5 separate regions of the Mus musculus genome follow, and all the other regions are linked to region 2. Evidence: chromatin contacts called from public Hi-C, HiChIP or PLAC-seq and promoter capture Hi-C data. All regions are on one chromosome and are shown on one strand. The core of a region is the stretch at or near the end of the contact, and the rest is flanking DNA. Distances in the headings are between cores, read along the strand shown.

Evidence for each region. Promoter capture Hi-C pulls out the DNA fragments that hold promoters and counts their contacts. Hi-C and Micro-C count contacts between places; a contact is called where the count stands out from the background. HiChIP or PLAC-seq counts read pairs in DNA pulled down with a chosen protein or histone mark.
Region 1: a promoter capture Hi-C map of liver shows a contact between it and region 2, with 4 times the contacts expected there. The contact joins the promoter of Hivep1 here to the promoter of Tbc1d7 in region 2. A contact is called at or near these places in 2 of 39 promoter capture datasets (cranial neural crest and liver), 1 of 484 Hi-C or Micro-C datasets (CD8 T cells) and 1 of 115 datasets of contacts at active chromatin or transcription factors (pancreatic cancer cells).
Region 3: a contact with region 2 is called in an H3K27ac HiChIP or PLAC-seq map of thymic regulatory T cells, with 6 times the contacts expected there. The contact joins the promoter of Tmem170b here to the promoter of Tbc1d7 in region 2. A contact is called at or near these places in 5 of 39 promoter capture datasets (cranial neural crest, hippocampal neurons, liver and 2 more), 1 of 484 Hi-C or Micro-C datasets (B cells) and 2 of 115 datasets of contacts at active chromatin or transcription factors (astrocytes and thymic regulatory T cells).
Region 4: a contact with region 2 is called in a Hi-C map of B cells, with 7 read pairs. The contact joins the promoter of Smim13 here to the promoter of Tbc1d7 in region 2.
Region 5: a contact with region 2 is called in a Hi-C map of pre-B cells, with 3 times the contacts expected there. The contact joins the enhancer-like site here to the promoter of Tbc1d7 in region 2. A contact is called at or near these places in 1 of 39 promoter capture datasets (pre-B cells), 4 of 484 Hi-C or Micro-C datasets (cortical neurons, pre-B cells and regulatory T cells), 3 of 115 datasets of contacts at active chromatin or transcription factors (astrocytes, large pre-B cells and regulatory T cell precursor) and 1 of 9 other capture datasets (liver).

Annotation. Positions count from the first base shown.
Region 1 is chr13:42,050,685-42,053,486 of GRCm38.p6, reverse strand. It overlaps Hivep1 (human immunodeficiency virus type I enhancer binding protein 1), which reads right to left and starts at 1,466. Exons shown (of 9, transcript NM_007772.2): 1 at 1,397-1,466.
Region 2 is chr13:43,170,116-43,172,921 of GRCm38.p6, reverse strand. Tbc1d7 (TBC1 domain family, member 7) reads left to right here and starts at 1,421. Exons shown (of 8, transcript NM_001252639.1): 1 at 1,421-1,613. It overlaps Gm40929 (a long non-coding RNA gene), which reads right to left and starts at 1,100. Exons shown (of 4, transcript XR_873309.3): 1 at 1,080-1,100.
Region 3 is chr13:41,604,559-41,607,428 of GRCm38.p6, reverse strand. It overlaps Tmem170b (transmembrane protein 170B), which reads right to left and starts at 1,547. Exons shown (of 3, transcript NM_001163572.2): 1 at 1,117-1,547. The coding sequence starts at 1,213. It overlaps Gm32184 (a long non-coding RNA gene), which reads left to right and starts at 1,353. Exons shown (of 3, transcript XR_382252.4): 1 at 1,353-1,870.
Region 4 is chr13:41,248,587-41,251,286 of GRCm38.p6, reverse strand. It overlaps Smim13 (small integral membrane protein 13), which reads right to left and starts at 1,443. Exons shown (of 2, transcript NM_001135577.2): 1 at 973-1,443. The coding sequence starts at 1,048.
Region 5 is chr13:44,981,634-44,984,333 of GRCm38.p6, reverse strand. Dtnbp1 (dystrobrevin binding protein 1) reads left to right here. Exons shown (of 10, transcript NM_025772.4): 5 at 1,461-1,593. Among named protein-coding and RNA genes, the nearest start is that of Dtnbp1, 19 kb to the left of the region's middle. Within about 2 kb of position 1,348, at least 43 of the 459 cell types and tissues checked have an H3K27ac peak or open chromatin away from gene starts, as enhancers often do. A contact at or near this core is called in pre-B cells and regulatory T cells, where this site is marked.

The sequences.
Region 1 (2,802 bases), core at 217-2,716, 1.1 Mb after region 2:
ACTATCCCCAATCTAACGCCAGGGGAAGAATAAGAAACAGGACGGTCAATGATGGGTGAAAGATAGAGCTCCTCAACTCCCCCTACCACAGAGGCATCAGCTATAGCATCCAAAAAGGTTTTGACTGCACAGAGAATTTAAAGATAAAGCTGTAAGTGTTCCGTTCCGTATTAAAACTAAAGCTTTTAAGCGGTCACGATATTACGAAGTTTTTAAAGCGTGAACTCGGATTGTAAGCCGATCACGTGACCTCCCACAGCTCCCAAGCTTAAATGTTAAAATATGCAAATTCCCAACCTGTAACAGCTTTGTGCGACCCGGTTTTGCAGCCTCCAGCCCCCCTGTCCCTAGCTGTCCAGCCCACATTTAAATCCGCGGTGGAGAAGTGGTTATTTTCAAAGACGACAGCACCACCGTGGCGACTAGGACCAGTGATCGACCATTCTTTCTCGAGAAAGAAATACATACTACAAGGTGCAAAAACAGGACACAATCAAAAAAGCGTAAAGACAGTCACAAGGAGAAAAAACATGAATGAATGTGGAGGGCGGAGCCTGGGAAAACCCCTCTGCAACGCTGCACTGAACAAAGCGCTTCGCATGCCAGAAGGAGGGGGGAATGGAAGTGCCAGCTCCGGAAGGAGCCTAGAGTGGATGCGGAGAGCAGGAGGAGGAGGAGGAGGAGGACAGAGTCGGCGAGAGCAGCAGCCTTGAGACTCCTCCTCGCGCCAGCCTCGCCACAGCCCCCTCCCCTCTCTAGCCGCAACTCCGGCTGGAGCCCGACCCCGCGGCGAGCCCAAGCCGCCCCGCGCCCCTACCCACCGGCCCCGACCCACCAGCGGCGGGCGCGCGCCCTACGGGGAGGGAAACTACCCAGGTGGCCCGGAGTAAACAGGCACTCCGGGCAAAGACCGAAAGGGAAAGCGAGCCACAAAGCCGGGAGGTGCGGAAGCCGCGGCCTGGTCTCCCGCAGCCCCGCCGAGCCCTCCTGCGAGAAGCGGCCGCGGCGACCAGGAGGCCGGCCCTCCGTACCTGCTGGGCTCGCAGGACCGCAGCTCCCGCCGCCCGTGCGGCCAGGACCCGCCGAAGTGGCAAGCGGCTCCCGCACGCAGCATCCCCTCCGCAAGGTCGGCGCCGGCACACGCGCACACACTCACTCACACGCACACCCGCGCGCCCGCCCGCCAGGGGGAGGTGGTCCCGGCCCCCGCCCCCCGCGCCGCGCTCTCCCGGGTGCAGCGCCCCCACCGCCGCGCCCGGCCCCGCACCCGTCGGGAACTGCGCTGCACTTGACAACCGGGACATCAGCACAAGCGGAGCCTCCTCCCGACGGGCACCGAGGCGCGAGCTGGGCGCGGGAGGGACCGAGTGGAACCCGGCGGGAGAGCGGCCTTTACCTCTCCCGGGTGTCCGTGAGGACGGCTGGCAGCGCGAGGGCGGCCAGGGCGAAGGTCGGCGGCTTCCCCCCGCGCGTGGGCGGGGCAGCAGGGGATCCCCGGGGGCGGCGGGGCGGGGGCTGCGGCGGGAGGGCGGGCTCCTGTGAAGCCGGCCCGGGGCCCCCTGCCGCCCCGCCCGCCCGCCCGCCCGCCGCAGGCCCCGCCGCGGGGACCCAGGACGCAGGAGGAGGCGCGGCCCGAAGGGCGGGGCGGGGCGGGGCGGCAGCGGAGGCGGGGCTCCGCGGCCCGGGGAAGCCCGGCCGGGCCGCAGTCGGGGGCGGTTGGCCCGGGAGGAGGGGCGGGGCCGGGCGGGGCCGGATTCTCTTTACCGTCTTTTGACTTTCTAGAGCAGGCTGTGGGCCGGCCCGGTGACGTCATGGTGTCTCCCAGCCCCGCCCCTCGCCCTGGCCCTGGTAGGGAGGAGGAGGAGGAGGAGGACCCTGGAGGGAGGGGGGACCCCAAGGGGGTTTCCTCTGCTCCGCGTAGAGGGAAGGGGAAAATCATAGTGAAACTTGAAACGCATTAACTTTAAAAAATAACTTTTAAAAAAGAGAGAGAGAATGAAAGGGGGCTGGGTTGTTGACTTGGAGGGTCAGAGGGGACGTGTTATTAAGCCCTAAACTGAAACCACTTTTTTGGTGGCGGATGTTCTATTAAAAGACCGAGGAAAGCCAAGGTTATTCCGGAGAGAGCCGGTGCTTCCCAGAGCCTAAGCAGCGGCGAGCGCAGTTAACCCCTCCTTAGCTGCCTGTCAGCTGGGGACTAACCCGCGAGGGAACTTTGGAAGCCGAAGAGGGGGTGCGGGGCGGAGCCACCCAGCAGGCTTCTGGAACTCTGGGGGAGTGAACAGGGAAGACAGACTAATTTATTACAAACCAGAGTTTGACCCCGGCTGCTAGAAAGCGTTAGAGAACGGGAACTGGAAACTTCTGGAAATATCAGGAGAGCTGACTCTGGGGAACGAAGCAGGTTTTCAAGGGTAGGCATAATACTAGCAGTTTGAACTTAAAAATTACACGCATCCACAAAAAAAAAAAAAAGCCGATAGAAGATTGTACGGGCCACCTCAAAGTTGGAAAGAATAAGGTGTTAAAAAAAAAAAGGCGCAAAACAAAAATATTCTTTGTTAAGCGATCATACGCCCACTAACAGCTGACCATCTGTGCAAACTTGTTTTGCTCCCTTAGGCTTTCATAAAGATGTCCAGGTCGTTCCTGCTAACGGTTGACCCCTAAAATCCCCCGAGGAAGTCCTACCTCTAGCTTGCTGGAGCTAAGAAAAGCACAAAGCCCCAGAATGGAAATTATTAAAAATGGAATACTTGGTAATGGCAAGCTTAGAGCCAAAAATAATGTTTTGCAGAGGAA
Region 2 (2,806 bases), core at 172-2,671:
ACAGACCTGTTCATCACTGGAGGAAGTCAGGACAGGAACTCAAATAGGGTAGGAACCCAGAGGTAGGAGCTGGTGCGGAGGCCATGGAGGGATGCTGCTTACTGCCTTGCTCCCCATGACTTGCTCAGCCTGCTTTCTTACAGAACCCGGGGCCACCACAATAGGCTGGACCCTCCATCAATCACTAATTAAGAAAAAGCTGGGTCTCATGGAGGTGTCTTCTCATTTGAGGCTTCCTCCTTTCAGTCACTCTAGCTTGTGTCAGGTTGAGGTAAGATTAGCCAGCTCAGCATGTGACTTCACCACTAGCTGCACTCACTCACAGCCTTAAAAATCCCTAACTCTCCGGCCCAGGTACTGCTTTCTCTGCAGTAATTTCCCAACACTCATGGGGACAGCGCCTCACTGCGGCCGTGTTACCTCCTTGGCTTGTTACTGTGATAAAAATACTTGAAGAGACCTCGGGAGGAAGGGCTTACAATGTGAGTGAGCCAGATTGGCACTAACAATCCAAAAAACGAATCAGTAGTCCGTCCCAGACAGCTATATCTTCCTAATAGTTCCCTAATTCAGTCCTTGCTTCCAACTCAGTGCCACCTGGGGATGGACAAAGAACATGCTCTCCGTGACAAATCACACAGGATGCCCCAGTTCTGTCCAGCGGCTCGCAGCTTCCCCAAGCAAGCAGCCTTAACTGACTGCGCGCTTGGCATTCTAGGTCTGAGTAGCTGCCAAAAGGCAAATGGCAGCAACTGCCCCTTTGCACAGTAAACGATGAACAAATGGTTTTGCTTATCCCTCCTTGATCATTGGGGGACCAATAAGTTTTTGTTTTTAAGTTTTAAATATTTGTGTATAAAGGTTTTGTCTGCGTGCATGAGCACCATGCGCGTGCCCCGTACTGGCAGAAATCAGAAGGGGTAGTTTGGAATTCCTGCAACTGGAGTTATTGATGGTTGTGAATCACCACGTGAGTGCTGGGATTTGAACCCGGGTTCTGTACAAAAGCCGTAAGTGCTCTTAATTGTCGAGCTATCTCTCCTGCCCATCACTCAGTTTTTAATAGCTGAGGACTTAACTGATTTGCTTTCTCATGGTCACTTGGAACGTTTGGAAGAAGAAGTGCAGCCCAATCGATTAGCAAAGGCTCGTTTCCGATTTTCCACCGGGCGAGGTGGAAGAAACACCGCCTGAGGGATCCCGGTTTCCACGGGGCAGAAGAGTGCCCTAAGCAAGCACTCTGAACGAAGGGGAGACGATCACCAGGGTTTCGGGATCGAGGTGAGAGGGACAGACGTGGATACTCAAGGGCGCACAGACTCGGCCGCTACCACCTCTCAGGGCTTCAGCTTCACCCGGTTAACATCCACGTGTGGGTGGGACTCCCAGCAGATGTCCTCTGCGCACGCGCATCCGGGGCGACGTCACGTCCGGCGGCGGGAGTTAGAGGCGGAGAGGGCCGGGCCGGGTGTCTCATGGCATCGCTCCCCTCGCTCGCTCGGCCCTGACGCTTATGGTTCCGTCTGCCTGCCGGTAGCACAGCGTTGCCGGGCCGGTTCTCCGCCGCCTCCCGGATCTCTGAGTCTGAGCCGGGTGTGTTTGCTCTACTCGAGGTGAAGCGTGCATACCGGGAGAGCGGGGCCTGGGGCTTCACTGGGTTGTGGGCACCTTTCCCGCAGGTGGAGTCACCTGGGCAAGATTTGACAGCGCATCTTTCAGGGCGACTCCTGTGCCATCACAGTGCAGTCCCAGGAATGCTGTCGATAGACGACAGGGGCAGCGAATGCTTAAAAATACAAAAACCAAAAGAGCCCTCAAACTACAGATTGCATTTTAATCTTTGGGTTTTTTTTTTTTAACAGCTATGAAGAGGCCGTGGAACTCTTTAAAGGCAATTCTAAATTCTAAATAGCTTTTTTCAAAAATGAATTGCAATCTTCCCCATAACAGAAGCTGTTCAGATATCTAACTCCCAACAAGAAGTCCAAACTCCCCTGGTTATCTGGGGACGTCTCGGGGGCTTTTAGTAGCTGAGGACTTTATTCTTTGGAAGAATGTTTGCATCTTTAGTGCCTAGTCACTAAACCTAGTTTGATCTTTTCTTTTGGTTTACCATTAATATCACAAAGACTGTTCTGAAAGAATTATGTATTCTCTGAGATGATTTGAGTGCTCTTGCCAGATTTTTAGCCGTCTTCTGGTTATACTTTAATGCTTTTTCTCTGTTGGAGTTTTGTATTTTGATAATACAAAACTTGGTAGAATTGTGTTTATAGGAAGAAAAATAAGGGCAGGACTTAGGGCTTCCCTCCACCCCCTTCTAATTTCTCCAAATGCCTATTTTCGAGAGGACAGCTAAGCAAAACAAAACAAAAACCAAACCAAAACAAACAAACAAACAAAAAAGGAAATTAAGGTCACCTAGAATTTTACTAACTGAATAACTTGTTAATATTTTGGATGTCTCCTCTTATTTTAAAACATACCTATCTTGGACCAGAAGCCGTGGTCCACACCTTTTACCCCCCGCACCTAGGAGGCAGAGAGTTTGAGGCCAGCCTGGGCTACTTAGTGAGACCTTAGTTGTAAAACTGGAAGCAGAATTAGTACACACCACTGGTTAGCCCCATTTATATAACATATCCTGCCAGCTTTTCTAATTCATCTTATTTGTTCATTTGTATTTTGTTCATTCATGAGAACAAGGTATTTCATTGTGCCAGGGGTTCTTATAAGAAGGAACCCTAGAGGCCCCCTCTGTGCTACCTATTTTAGTAGCTTGGAGGGCAGCTGACCTATATCTTCA
Region 3 (2,870 bases), core at 298-2,797, 1.6 Mb after region 2:
AAATACGAACAAGGTCATAAGTAAAATAAAGGGATCTATCTTGAGATGATCTTTATGTAAATTTAACTTTTCAGAACTATAAAAATGCAACTAAGAAGACGCCTCTGCTGGCTCCAGGGTCTCCTTTACTGGTGTGGTTTTCATAAGTAAGGAATTAAGCAACCTGAAAATTTATCTGGGTGGTACGCAATGCCGTTATATTTTTCTCCTTGAACATATGAACCCTGTATCATGCCAGATTTTGCCTATAAGTATACTACATACTATTAATTTGCTATCACACAGATTTTGAAATAGTAACGTTCAATTGGAGTTAAGACATTTTAAAGAACTGAGTTTTTGTTTGGGGTTTTGGTTGTGGTTTCACAAAAGCAGCTACTCCGGAGTCAAACTGTTGACCCTACTGCTTTCCAGTCAATATTACTCTTTAGACGCTATTTTTAAAACTCGGAACTCAAAAGAGTTTAAGCACTTCCACACTGAGAAAACCAGAAGTTTCTTCACAAGCAAACCTGCATATGAAATCATATTATGTGTACTAATGCTTACTCTGACAACCTGATGCTATAACGTAGCTAAACCCCATTCCCAATCACATTGATTAATGAAGGGAAATACACAGAATTCTCCAATTTCACAAATACAGCAACTTGAAGCCAGGAGACAGCCAGACAAAAGGAAATAGCAGAGAAGACAACTGTTTCGACTGCTCTAGACCTTGGTCCAGCCCCTGACCCCGCTATTATCTACTTAGTCATATCTCTCTCTCTCTCTCAACAAATAAAGGAACGAACGGTCGGTCCACCGTGATCACGGTGAGCAGGCAATAGGAGTACTGCAATTGGTTTGACATCTGTCAGCAAGAAAAAGGGCTAAACCAGGAAAGAAAGACTAAAAAAGATCGAAACTGCAAGAAGCGGTGTATGTGCGTGCGCGCGCGCACGGGGAAAGGCGGGGGGGGGGGGGGGGGTTAATGACAGAAACATGAACTGTGATCCAGTCGGGGCACTGGCGCGACTCGCGCGTGCTCCAGCGGCCCGCACCGGGCCGGGTTTGCGGACGCCCCGAACACCCGTGGAGTGGGTCCCCCACCGCTCCCTCCGCCCGGCGCATTACCCGTGAGGTTCCTCAGCACCGTGCCATGGGCCCAGAGGCTCAGGACCTGCTGCACCGACAGGTTGATCATCGAGTGGTCGGCGCCCTCCGCCCTCATCGTCCCCGCGGGGCGGCAGCGGGGCGCTCCGGGGGGCGCCGCTCGGCGGGTGTCGCAGGCAGCGTCCTCCCCGCCGGGGAGACATCGAGGAGCGCTGGCGGGCGAGGCCTGGGGCCGCGGGAGGGACCGCCGCTCCCGCTCAGGGCCCGCGTCGCGCCGCGGGGGCCCGCCACGCCACGAGGCCCGGGTCACGCCGTGAGGCCCGCGCGGAGCGGCAGCCGGCAGGGGCAGGCCGCGAGACGAGGCTCATCGCGGGGACGCGCGACGAGGCAGCGGCGCCCGGCCGCGGCACCTGCCGCCCGCCTGCCGCTCGGCCTTTGGGTAGCCAACACTCGAGGAGCCGCCCCCTCCGCCCGCGACCGCCCCGGGGCGCGCGCATGCGCGTGTCCGCTCCTCGGCCCCGCCTCCCCGGGGGTGAGCGGCTGCGCACGCGCACTGCCTCCCCCCCGCTCCTCGCGCGCGCGCGCGCGCCGCCCTAGGCACCCGGGAGCTCAGGCTGTCGTCGGCTCCCAGCGTCCGCCCGCAGTGGGGCGGAGGGAGCGCCACCTACGTCACTGGCGCCACCGCTGGGTCTCGCCGCTCATTGGCTGCTCCGAGGGAACAGACTCCAAGCCCCTCGCCCCCTCCTGACTGCGCGCCCCCGGAAACCTGAAACCGGTGAGCTGGGCGGGGATGAGAGAGCTGTGTATAGGTCCCGGGAGCTGCCAGGATTTTTGGAGCCTGCGCTTCGCTGCTCCAGATCCTTCCCTCTCCGTGAGGGCGTCTGCGAGCAACTTTTTGCAAAGGTGTAAATGCTCAAGATTTCATTTGTAGGGTTGTCTGAGAGTGCGTCCAGTGACCTGGATACGCCCCTCCCTTTGCTAAATCTACTAAAACAGAAATAGATCCTCTTTGTCATTTCAGCCAGTCTTCTGGCCGGCCAGCAGTAAAATACGAACTCCCCTTAGCTGCAGGATCTGAAACCACTTATTGACGCAGGGCCCCGTAGGTGTCCGAATGAATCCTCCTGGCCAAGGCTGGCTCTAGCGCTTCTTCCAGATAGGACTCTTTTCATCTAAAATTGTGAATCTCCCCAGCACTTAAACTAACTCAGCTTCGTCTCCCTGTCCTTCAAATCCAAGGTCAGCCTCAGAAGCATCTTAACTCCAGTTATGCTAGTTACAGTCTTCCTTGATGTTTGAAACCTTTTAACTTGAAATTAAAAAAAAAAAAATCGTGTTTGCATAAAAAACGTTAGTGCTCCTCACCCCATCCCCCTCGCCCAATTCCATCTTTTTCCAAATACTCTGCTGCTAAAGTTTACAGAAGGAAGTGAAGAAAGAATAGCTAAGCCAATCAAGTGTTTTTGCCCAGTAACTGAAGATTCGAATTGCCTAAATATTGTTGCTTTTGGTGAGCACCTTAAAAATGACAATAATGTATATGCAGGTTTATATTTATGCATGTTTTTGTTTTGCTCCCACAATATAGAAAAAAGTTTGGGCGTCATTAAGAGGAACCGTACTAAAACCTACTATGGTGTAGGGTTCAATGGCTGAATTAAATGTCAATTCAGGAGTATAGACTATCAGACATAAATGAGTTTAACATCAAATTCATTTTAGATAAAGAAGGGGCTTCATTTCTTTCTTTGTTGTTGTTGTTGTTGTTGTTGTTC
Region 4 (2,700 bases), core at 194-2,693, 1.9 Mb after region 2:
GAGTTGGGACTAGCTCTGTATGTAGTTCAACATGTGCTGAGCATATGTGAAGCCTTCGGTTCAGTCAGCATTACTGACAAAATTTAAATACACATATAGGTGTCTAAATATGTAAGTGCATATCTTTCCAAATATAGCTACTGGACTGAGCATTAACTATGTAAGAATAAGCTTTACAGTATTTATAAAATTTTAACCCAATACTCCATCACTTCAAACCCATACTTGGTCTTCTAAATACCAGTGCTTACTGTCATTTATTTGAAATACTCTCCAAACTCTCACAATTGTTCAGTCTCCTGGCTGAGACCTGTGGTTATCAGCTATGTGCATAACGAATTAAGAGGGATGGAAAACACGCCATGAGAACAGTTTAACGTTCCTTCCCTCCTGGGAAGAGAAGTACACAGCAGCAGACCAAACAGCCCCAGGACAGCAGAACCAAGATAAGGTTCCCTGACCCTGGAAGTTTATTACCGCCAGTGGTGTTTTTTTTTTTTTTTTTTTTTTTTTTTTTTTTTTTTGGCTCTGCCCATTATCAAGTAGGCTGGGAATTTGGTTAAAGCCTGAACTTGGAAGTAAACAAACAGCTTCACGTGCGCTGGAAACCCAAAAGGTGATGAAATCTCTCACTAGGTTCAGAACATCCAAATAAAAAGATGAAACCGATCACTGCTCCTTCGAATACAGGCCACGGTGAAAGATCTGGGTAGGCTGTGGCATTATGGCAACCAAGGACAAACCTGCCGGGGAAGCAGAAACGTGCTTCTACCTCGAGTCAGGATGCCAGACCTGAAGGTTCGCTGAGCCTGAAGGTTCGTGATGCCCGGGCGACCTGCCCTGAGCAAGAGGCATGACTCCTCTAAACTCGGTCTTGGGAGCCCGGTGGCCACCGAGACCACCGAGGTGATCACCGTGGACACTTGTCCACGCGAGCTTTCCCGACCGCCCCCGGCGTTACCCCCCACTCACCGCACACCATCAGCAACAGGACGATCAGCAGCGTGGCCACGAACACCAGCAGGGTCAGCCCCACGTTGTGCCACATTTTGAGAGCTGGGGGGTGGGCGCGGGCTCAGCGGCGGGCGGCAGAGCGGCGGGGCGGCATGGACCGCGGGTGCCCGAGGGCAGCGCCCCCAGGGGGCGGAACTTGGCGGTGCGGGGGCGGGCCGCGACGGGACCGGCCCTCAGACCTGCCCCCGGCCGGGGCGACCGAGTCGCTGGTGGAGCGGGCCTTGGGACGCCACTACCGCCTCCTCATCGCTCCGGGGAGCCGGAGCCACGGCGAGCGGAGAGGCCGGCGACGGACGGACGCGCTGCCATGGCGGACGTCGAGGCGGGGAAAGAGTGATCTGGAGGTGGCGCGGCGAACGCCAGGCCCTGGCTGCAGCTCACTCGAGGTCCCCCTCCTCCCTCGGAGACGCCAGATGTCAACCACTCCCCGAGGCCGCTGCAGCTGCTCCTCCGCTCCCCGCCCCCTCCCCCGCGGTAGCTCATCACCAAGCACCCACTCCGCAGCGACTCAGCCGCTGCGCGAGGCCTGCTGGGTAATGTAGTGCAAAGATCGGCGAGAGCTCCAGGTCTCCGCCCAGCAACGAACTACCACTCCCAGGAGTCAACGCTGCTCCGGCTTCTCCTTGCTCTCCTTTCCCGTCCCCTGTGCCTTTGGTGTTCTTGAGCCGCCACCTCCAACTTAGAGACTGCTGATTCTTGTTCTCAAGACTGTGCGTCGGACTGTCTCCCTGCCGAGGTGCCAGTTACATTTCAGCCGTTAATTCAAATACAAAATTGGTTTTAGTGAGCAAAAGGGAAAAGAGGATGGCTGTTGCCTGAAAAACAGGTTGTACTTGAACCCAACCTATTGCTCCCGGCAAAGGTTAGTTACTTGTGAGGAAATAAGTCCCCTGACGTCAGAATCTGGAAAGCCTTCCCCCTCCCCCAGCAACAGATGTTGTGTTGTGTTTTCACAGATAGTACGCTTCAGAAGTAACTGGTGAGTGACTTAGAGACATCTGTGCTCTTAATTCACCTACCTGTTTAGCAAGTTTCGTTCTGTTGTCTCCTTTAATTCAAGCAACATCTGGCCAACAGCCAAAGGTTTTGCCACATTTGCTTGAACTAACTTCTGAAAAACAAGGTATTTATCTCAAGTCCTTTTTTTCTATTTGAAATTAAAACTCCCAGTTCTGCCACATCTGTTAACGCAAGAGGTGATCAGCCCTTTCCTCCCTGAGAAATCAAGGCTTTCGCCTTCCACTGCAACTCTGTGCTAGCCATTCCCAGATGCCCTACTGTGTAAACTGCTTTCCAGCTAAGACGCAGCATAAAAATACATCAAGGCATTACTGGCTTTGCGCAAGATTTAATATACAGTTCCTGTGGAGAGAGTTGAGCTCGATGCAATAAATTTAGAAATCAACTTATTCATTTTTAGCAGATGATCCAACTCACTTGCATAACGGAGCACGTTTGATTTACAATCTGGTTGAAAGGAATACATTTGAATAGATCTAGTTCAAAAGAAATCAGGAAGAATCCAGACCTTTTTACCTTCTCTTTCATTCACATACAACAAACACTTCTGTGTGCTCTGGACTTCTTTGAGGTGCCAAGGATAAAGCCATGGCAGGGGCTGGTGAGATGGCACTGACTGCCCTTTCCGAAGGTCCTGAGTTCAAATCCTAGCAACCACATGATGGC
Region 5 (2,700 bases), core at 99-2,598, 1.8 Mb before region 2:
GCGAAACAGTTTCTAGTCTTTAGATTGAACTCTTAAGAGTAATGGTTTTATTTAGCAGTTTGATTTGTTAAGTGAGCTGAGTGAGACTTCACTTCTCTGCTCAGGGTGCATTTCCTGTGACAGGAGGGGAGGTTACAATTTCTGATTATCATCTTTGGTGCACTAATTTGTTTTGGTCTTACACAAACAGCCTGGTCTCTGTCTTTTTTTTAATCCATAAAATGTGTCAGACACCACTTAACTTTGCTTAACAAGCAAGCTTGTTCAGATAGACTGAATGAACTGTAGAGTTTTATGCTATGTTAATTAGTTTCATTGCTCTGACAAAATACTTGAGCTAATCAGCTTATTAAGGAGAAAGGGTTTGCTTGGCTATCATTTTGCTTTATGACTGGTCCTTTTGCTGTTGGTTAGACAGTGTGCCATGTTGGGAGCATTTGGTGGAAGAACTATGTTCATCTCACTGTAACCCAGGAGTCTGTCACCCAGAGGAGGAGCCTGGAATCCCCATCCTTTCAAAGACATGCCCGTGGTGGTTTAGCTTTCTCACGCTTAGCCTCACCTATGAAATGTTCCACTGTCTCCCAGCTACTCTGCATACACTGTTAGCTTGCAAGCCTTTGAGGAACATAGAAGATGTAGTTTTTGTAAGATAATATATCTAAATTGCTTAACCCAGAGTCGGGCTTGTAGCAGATGCTTAGTGTGTTGTACCATTGTATAATCATCTGTGATGGTTTGACAGTTGTTCACCCTCACATTTTCTTAAATTAAAATACTTTAGTGTACTCTGCTATATTCTTTCTACCTAAAAACTTTATGTCCTATATAAAGAATGTAATTTTTAGTTTTGTGTAAAGTTAGAATTAATAAACCATTTTTAAGCCTTAATATTTAAATATGCTGTGCTTTGATTTTTGGTAAGAAGTAGTTTTTGTCTAAACCTTAGTTATTTTAGACTTTTCAAGTTATCTAATGAACCATGGTATGATCTATAATGCCTTAAAAAAGATTATGCTGTGTACCAGACAAAATATTTTAACTTCTTCTCAAGTTAGCAAGTAATTACCAGTAAATCACTTTTTTATTTGTTTCTGTGTATTTGCTTTTTGTTACTTTTTTGTTGTTGTTTGCTTTTTGTCTTATTTTTCCTAGGTATGAATTTTCCAATGAATAGTTTCCTTAATAGTAGAACATACGTAGAAGATGTCAGCTTATTTCTGACCTTGGAGTCTTTGGGTTAGATGTCTGATACAAGAGCAGTTTGAGGTCTGCTGTACAAATACTGAGTTCCTTCCTCTTCTAAGAAAAACCAGCAACACAAGTGGCACTGTCTTCAGTGTCACTGCCATCTGTAGACCATGGAGGGTTGCTAAAGACAAACTGGCCGGGCCTCGGCTCGTTGACTGACTGTGTGCTTGAGATGTGGTTTTCCTGAGCCCCGCTGGTCTGTGTTGCAGCTGGTGGACAGCGAGGTGGTCATGCTGTCTGCCCACTGGGAGAAGAAGAGGACCAGCCTGAACGAGCTGCAGGGGCAGCTGCAGCAGCTGCCCGCTCTCCTGCAGGACTTGGAGTCTCTGATGGCAAGCCTGGGTAAGTGTGGCCTGTGTGTGAGAGCAGTTTCAAAGCCCTCCAAGAATTCATCAATTCTCAGCTATTGCTTTGAAAATAATAGTGCATTCTTATTGTTATATAGAAATGTATTCATTTCTAAAATTTACCACTAATGCTTTCTGCCTACAGTAAGCTAAGGAAATAATTTTAGTTTTGTTGCTTTGTGTGTGTTACCTATTTGCCTATGTCTGCCCAAATGTTTGTATGCATACAGGTGCTTCTGCATATGGAGGGGAGTCAAGTGGGGTGGGGGTGGGGGTGTTGTTCCTCCAGAGCTCTTGGGATGTTTCATTATGACTTTGAAACAGTATCTCTCATTTTGCCATGATACTCACTGGTGAGGCCAGCCAATGGGCCCCAGGGATCTGCCTGTTTCTGGCTCCTTAGTGCCATGATTAGAAGCAAGATATTTTGCTTGGCACTTTATGTATGTACTGGGGATCCAACTCAGGCCGATCTTCTTGCTTAAGCTACAAGCATTTTGCTGGCTGAATCAGCTTGCCAGCCTTTGTTGATCTTTTTTTAAAATAACTCAAGACTGTCATTAGGTCTTTTGTTTAAAAGTGTAAGTTGAATGAATGAATGAATGAATGAATGAATGAATGAATGAATGAATGAATGAATTGGACTTACAGTAACTATCCTGGCCAGAGGATGTCCTCCAAACATTGCTTTTAGAATTTAGGCTTTCAGAAATTCATGTCTTACAGTATGTTTTTACCCTTCAGGCGATAGACATGAGGTCAGATGAGTTCTGCTGCATTTGAAGTTTGTGGAAGTTTGTTTTCTTCATTTTTCATTTGGATGGGTTTATATTCAGAGAATTATCTGTTGTGTTTGATGCATGTACACATGAAGGTAATATTGTGGGTCACTGCTCTCAAAGGACAAAATTAGAACAACGTAAAGATCACAAAATGGCTTTACTTTTTAAATTCTAAATTGTAATTTATTTTAATTCTAAAATAGAACACTATTAGTTTACTAGTGCTTTTACAGACAAAAAAGAAAGTAAGGAAATACAAACAAAAATTAAAATGTATTAGTCATTTCAAAATTATTTTGCCAGGCAGGGACAGGGAGGCA